2 separate regions of the Drosophila melanogaster genome follow, and region 1 is linked to region 2. Evidence: chromatin contacts called from public ChIA-PET data. All regions are on one chromosome and are shown on one strand. Each heading gives the region's core, a stretch centred on a gene start, on an enhancer-like site or on the middle of the called end of the contact. The rest is flanking DNA. Distances are from core to core; before and after follow the strand shown. Region 1 overlaps Marf1 (Meiosis regulator and mRNA stability factor 1). Region 2 has its middle 26 kb from the start of Marf1.

Region 1 (2,772 bases), core at 185-2,684, 79 kb before region 2:
CTTTAATTGGTCCTAAAAATGGGACAACATAATGGTGGATGCTATAAATATTTTGTAAACCGCAATTAACTTATTTTTTAACTCTTGTGCTCCAAAGTACAATTGGTCTAACTCTAATAAATCGTCATGGCTTTATAAAATATGTACACACCCATGAAATATAAAGTCCAGATTTTATACAAAATTTAAAAATACCGATTCTCAGTTTTTCTTTCCCAATATTTACGTGCTCGGTTAGGTTATAGCGAAATTTTTATTGACCCGAAACAGTTTTATAATTTCGTAATACTAAGCGCATAACAAAATTTAACGGTGACATCGGATCAGGCAATAGACGATCTATTTGCGCAGTTTTTTCAAAGAACATATTCTATAAATATTATCAAAATGGAATCTAATATTTTGTCGCACTCTAACGTCTATTCGCCAGGTCCCGAAAATTAACACTCCAATCTTTAAAAATAAGTGCTGTAAAGTCAAAGCAAACATAAAGCATTTGCCATCGGTGAGCTTCTTTCTTTAGTGCCTACTAAAATTGATATCATTTCAACCACAAGGCCTAAATGCATCCATTTTGAAATCAATGCTCATTCTTCAGGTGTTTTTACTAATATGTTGCTTATTTTGTGCGTCCTCATCCGCTCAGAGAGCGCACGTGTTATTGTGTGAGCTCCGGTAATAAAATTAAAGAAAGTGGATGAACTGAGAAAACTCCAAGTAATATTTGTAATACTAAAGTTTTCCAAAAAGTGCGAAAGTACCGTAATCAATATAAAACAAAAAATATTCTTAACTAGTGTTATGATTCAGAAAAGTGAATATATAAATTAAATTAATAAGTGAACACGTAATAAGATCGTAAAAATGAGCAGCGATCCAAAGAATTAGCGCTGAAGCTACGTAACTCGAAGAAACGGCTGTTACTCTTACACGGTATTTAAACATAGACAACAAATCAACAAAAGAGTAACCCAGCTCTACAGACTGTCGACAGCAAGAGGGCGAGCTCTTGTTCACCAACTACGCTCACCAAAACTCCTACATTATTGAGCTACCAAAGCCGAGCCCCACCATCGCCGGCTTCAACGGGAGACGCTCTGCTGGCGCAGCAAAAACACCACCAATATCCAAACCAACTGCCAACCGCAGTAGCACACAATACAATTGCAGCAAAACCCGTCAGCTATGATAAGCAACAACCGATCCTGGCCATACAGACCGGTTTGGTTCTGTGGTGTAGGCCAAAGTTCAACCATATTATAACAAAAGCAAGGAACAGGCTATGAGCTCCCATGACAACCGATTTTCCATCTTAGCAGAGGCGGAAAACAACCAGCACAGCGGGGCAAGGGATCCAAAAAAAAAGCCAAATCCCCTACCTATTTATATATGCTTTACTTTCTTTAACCGACCTGGTCAACAAAATTGTTCTGCTGGCCAGTGGCGAAAATTTGCCTGTTGTTCCGCTTATTAAAGGAAACTGATACGAAACCAAAGTTCAAACGAAGTCCAAAGAACGCTTTCGCACCAAAGACACTAGAATAGCACGATGCGTAACGCCATACGATTTTTTTGCACACGGTTTTTTTGGGGTTGCTCTAGAGGTAGCTCCAGCCTCTCACGAATTTTTGTTCAAGAGCGAGAGAGCGAACCGCTCTTTTCTACGCATACAGTGACAGCCGACAACAGCATATGGTGCACATTGTATATGTGTGCATTGTAAATTTGACAAAATATACCCTTCACTTTAAAAGTTCTTGGACTTTAAATCTATATTATTTTTGATATTTGGCACCATGTAATAAGTTATTTTTTTTGCATTGCCTTAACGTTATTATTTAAATATAGATTAGAAATAGTAATAGCCGAATCTATGTACATAATATCAATGAATAAATTTTGAAAAATGACTATATTAGAATATTTATCATTCGAGTATTCAGCTTGCGACGTATGAAAAATTAATAAGACAATGATTGTTGAGTGCTTCTTCGTGCCTCTAGATGTGACTTTTGCAACAAACGGTTTTCATATTTTTATTTTATATTATTTTTATTATTATTTATTTTATTTTATAAATTTTTATTTTCTACAACGTATTAATTTTATGAAATATTTTTTATTATTAGAATTCTTACGCTCTCAGCGAAAGCGAGCGGACAGAGATCAATTTTGGCCGTCGCCAATGTATGGCCGTTACGCAACTTTGTTATTATAGTGACTTTGTTCGAAATACCCGGAGGAAATAAAAAATAATTTCTACACCTATCAACTAAAAATCAGCAAGGGACTGCAAGTTGTACTAAAAGGTATTGAACCTACCGTGGATGAAACACACAAACGCAACGGACCTGTAGAAGTAGGGACACACCAAGACATACTGCACACTTCGATAAGTCTGCGTAGTCTGTGGAGACTTTCACATACATACGGCAAACTACAGAAGAGGCTGTACCGGTCAATAAGAAGCTGAAGAAGAGCGTGCAACGAGCAGCAGCTACGCGTCAACAAAATAAGGAAAATGCGTATTATAACTCAAAAACAACAAGAAACGCATTTTTTCGCCAAAGCCGACGATCATAAATATCACTAAGGGCACTAAGGGCAGACATTCCTATTCCGAAGCTTTGCAGCATAACCCAGGGCAGCCACAAAGCAATTTGGAAACTACAATATAATGTTTACCATGCAACAAAGTGTGATGGAACTTATGCAAGCGACTATGCAAGCCCTTGTTCAGCACTAGAATATGTGGATTTAGTTTCTTGTAGC
Region 2 (3,120 bases), core at 113-2,612:
CACCAGGGCGTCCTAAAGAAGAAACCCGCTGCGGCAGTGGCCTCTCAGATCAATGTGACTAGCCATCGAGATCAACTAAGCTTGTCGTTCTTGCACGAGCTGTCGCTGCAGAACCTCCAACATATTGGTAGTCTGAAATCTGACATCATTTCGAGACCCATTTTAAGCAGTGGCATCACCATCGCCGTGGTCCTAATTGTTTATGGGATCATCCAAAGCATCCGTTACTGTCGAGTCAAAAGACGACACCCCGACTCCAGCATCGAGATGACGATACCTTCCCGAAAAGCCGAGGACGACTTTAACCTAACGCGGGGAGGAGTTAACACGCGCAGGGCCAAAATCGCTAACTCCACGATAAGACCGGACGCGGCCGCAGTAACGTCAGCGCGACTGCAACTAAGTCGCGAAATATGACTCCTGCATTCCAACATTCTACTGCCCGGAGCGTGTGAAGCGCAATGTCAGCGTTCTGCCGTGAGCGCTGCTTCAGAAGATGGGCTACTTTATATTAAGCTTAAGTTTTCTGTCTTCAGTTTTAAGAACTCATCTGAACGCGCATAGTCGCAGAATAAACCACAATAACTAAAATTGTTGTCTGTTAATTTACATAAACACTTTTCAAACTCTTAAACAAAGGGTCCAGCCTGTAAACCCTTTGATCATCATAAAAAATTTTAATAATCCAAATTAATTTAACAAAAGATGCAGCCTGGCGATGTATAGAGTAGTATATAGGCCACAGGTTAAACCAATCAAAATATTCTGACCAAAGTCCACTTTCGTTGCCCTCGTCGCTGTCACCGACAAAAGCCACAGTTATAAGAATAATGCACTTTGTAAAATCAGTTTTACATTGGGAATCTAAAAAGAATCTTACCAAAGAAAAACAATTTTTTGATTTTATTCCCGAAGCGAAAACAAAACTTTTTTACCTTAACATGTTTTTTTATATGGTCGGAAACACCTTCCTCTACCTGCATAACGGAAGGATTTTTGTGTTAACAATTTGGCAGTAACAATGTAAGAGACACGGAAAAGCAGAATCTGCAGAGTCATCACCGTTGGAAGCTTGTAAAGCTTGTAAACACCCAAAGAGTTTACAAATTACGGATAAGGCATCCTTTCCTACGTAGCTGATGGATTCAAAGCGGAGTACTCAGGAATCTTGGTGAACCTAAGGGTATATATGCAAAAAGCTTGTGTGTATGAGTAGTGTCGTGGTGAAATTCACAAGAGTTGAAATTCACGAGATCTGTTGGGAAATAGCGATCATACCGAGGTGCTCGTGGTGAAGAGGCGACTGAAGCAGTGGGTATTAAAGTCTCGATGAATAATCGATAGTGTGCTTGCGGTCAGCTGTGACACACCAATGGAAGGTCATACCAGATGCAGTATGAAGTAGCTGGAATATACCAGACGGAATGCAACCCATATAAGCTGCACCCGGAAAGTTTGGGATAATTCGGTTATCGAAAAAAATGTGCGTTTCAGCTGATCGTGATTTCCGCCGATGGCCTACACCTCGGCTTGTGTTTCCTGTTTGTTTTTTTTTCGAATAGAACAGTCGACGAGTCTAGTTGTGAAAGAGCCTTTCGAAAAGTCGTAACCTGCGGTCATAAGTATTTTCTTGTCGTGGGAAATATTATCGTACTGCGTTTCTTCGACAATATTGGTGCGCGAGATAAGTCCGTCGTGTGTTTCCCGGCAATAAAAAATTTTTTTAAGCCGGAAAGATCGTCGCTTGGCACAGCCATCGCGCCGCAGCCTTGTCGCCAGACCCCAAGTTTCGACTGGGGCAATATCAGGTCAGTAAACTTCGGAAAAAAGTGAACTGTGGTTTGATGCGGTAAATATTATTGTAGCTGAAATTGAAGGCAGGAGAGTCTTCGCTTGGCAGCTTTTACGCATCCGCTTCACTATCCTGACCCCACGGTTCGACGGGGGCCGTCACCGGCGGGCAGAAGGAGAGGCGATAACTAAGCCAGGCCGTGTAGTGGAGCGCCTTCCCAGCGAGGGGCAGAGAAGGACAAGCAGCAGCAGCGGGATCGCAACCGGCAATAAGCCGGGACCCCCAGGAGGGTTATTTAAATTAATAAAAAAAAGACGGAGAATTATAGCGTGATTGGTAGTCCAGAATGGACATTAAAATTAAATTAAAGCGAGTTTAAATTGATTAAAAAATTTTAATTATGCGTAAAAACGCTAAATGTCTGACCTAACCTTTACTCAAATGTATTAATCCCCGAACCGCCATTTTGAGCGTAGAGAGTAAGAAGTTAAATTTTTTTTATGATGTATTTTAAGTTTAACAATAAGCTATAAAAAAAATGTTTACTCGAGCAGGAGACTCAGTCATGTCATTTTCTAATTTTTCTTGCATTTAAATTGAATTCCCATTAGTACTTAAAATAGTATGTAAGCTAACCTAAGCTAATCATTTTTTTTTTAAGAAGAGTTCATTTTCTGAGAGTCCTCGTTTGAATTTTCGAGTAAGGATTTATAAAAGTTTCTTCGCAGTCGTGTAATCCGAAATTATAGCTTCTCAAAGTATTTGCGGAAAATGCCACACTTTCGTTTCAGCTCATCTGCGCCGGGAGATCGATCTTTCGCCGAGGAGTGAAAAGTTGAGTGAGTTTCATTTATAAAACTTTTTTTATTATTGGAAATATTCGGTAAAGTACGACGATAAAATTTTACGGGAGGTCATCATTTTGATGGCGTACAAAATTTCATTTATTTTTATACACACTGCTCATAAATTATTGTTCCTAATGGAGTGGCGAAAGTAGCCGATTGAATTATAAAAAGAAAAAAAAAGAAAAATCTAACCCGATTTACTCGCGGCCCACTCTCAAACAAAAAAATGTTTTTCCTCTTCTCTTTAATAATTCATTATAATAATGGAAAAAAAATAATTCATGGAACAAGATTATAGAGAAAAACCACACTGAAAGTACCTTTAACTCTTTAATTATAACGTTCTTGAATAACGGCTTAAACCTTTCTTTTCTGATTTCGCAACAAAAAAACCTTGATTTAGATTCCCTCGACTTACTTTAGTTTGTGTTTACATATTTACTTGTTTCTTTTATTATGTACTTATTTGTAGCTATAAAT

Evidence for each region. ChIA-PET counts read pairs in DNA pulled down with a chosen protein or histone mark.
Region 1: an RNA polymerase II ChIA-PET map of the S2 cell line shows a contact between it and region 2, with 9 times the contacts expected there. The contact joins two enhancer-like sites. A contact is called at or near these places in 1 of 1 datasets of contacts at CTCF or cohesin (the Kc167 cell line), 5 of 107 Hi-C or Micro-C datasets (the Kc167 cell line, the ML-DmBG3-c2 cell line, the OSC cell line and 1 more) and 4 of 6 datasets of contacts at active chromatin or transcription factors (the Kc167 cell line and the S2 cell line).

The regions. Positions count from the first base shown.
Region 1 is chr2L:22,360,108-22,362,879 of dm6, reverse strand. All of the region lies in intron 5 of Marf1 (Meiosis regulator and mRNA stability factor 1), which reads right to left. Among named protein-coding and RNA genes, the nearest start is that of Marf1, 53 kb to the right of the region's middle. Within about 2 kb of position 1,434, at least 19 of the 39 cell types and tissues checked have an H3K27ac peak or open chromatin away from gene starts, as enhancers often do. A contact at or near this core is called in the Kc167 cell line, the OSC cell line and the S2 cell line, where this site is marked.
Region 2 is chr2L:22,280,938-22,284,057 of dm6, reverse strand. No RefSeq gene overlaps it. Among named protein-coding and RNA genes, the nearest start is that of Marf1, 26 kb to the left of the region's middle. Within about 2 kb of position 1,362, at least 8 of the 39 cell types and tissues checked have an H3K27ac peak or open chromatin away from gene starts, as enhancers often do. A contact at or near this core is called in the Kc167 cell line, the OSC cell line and the S2 cell line, where this site is marked.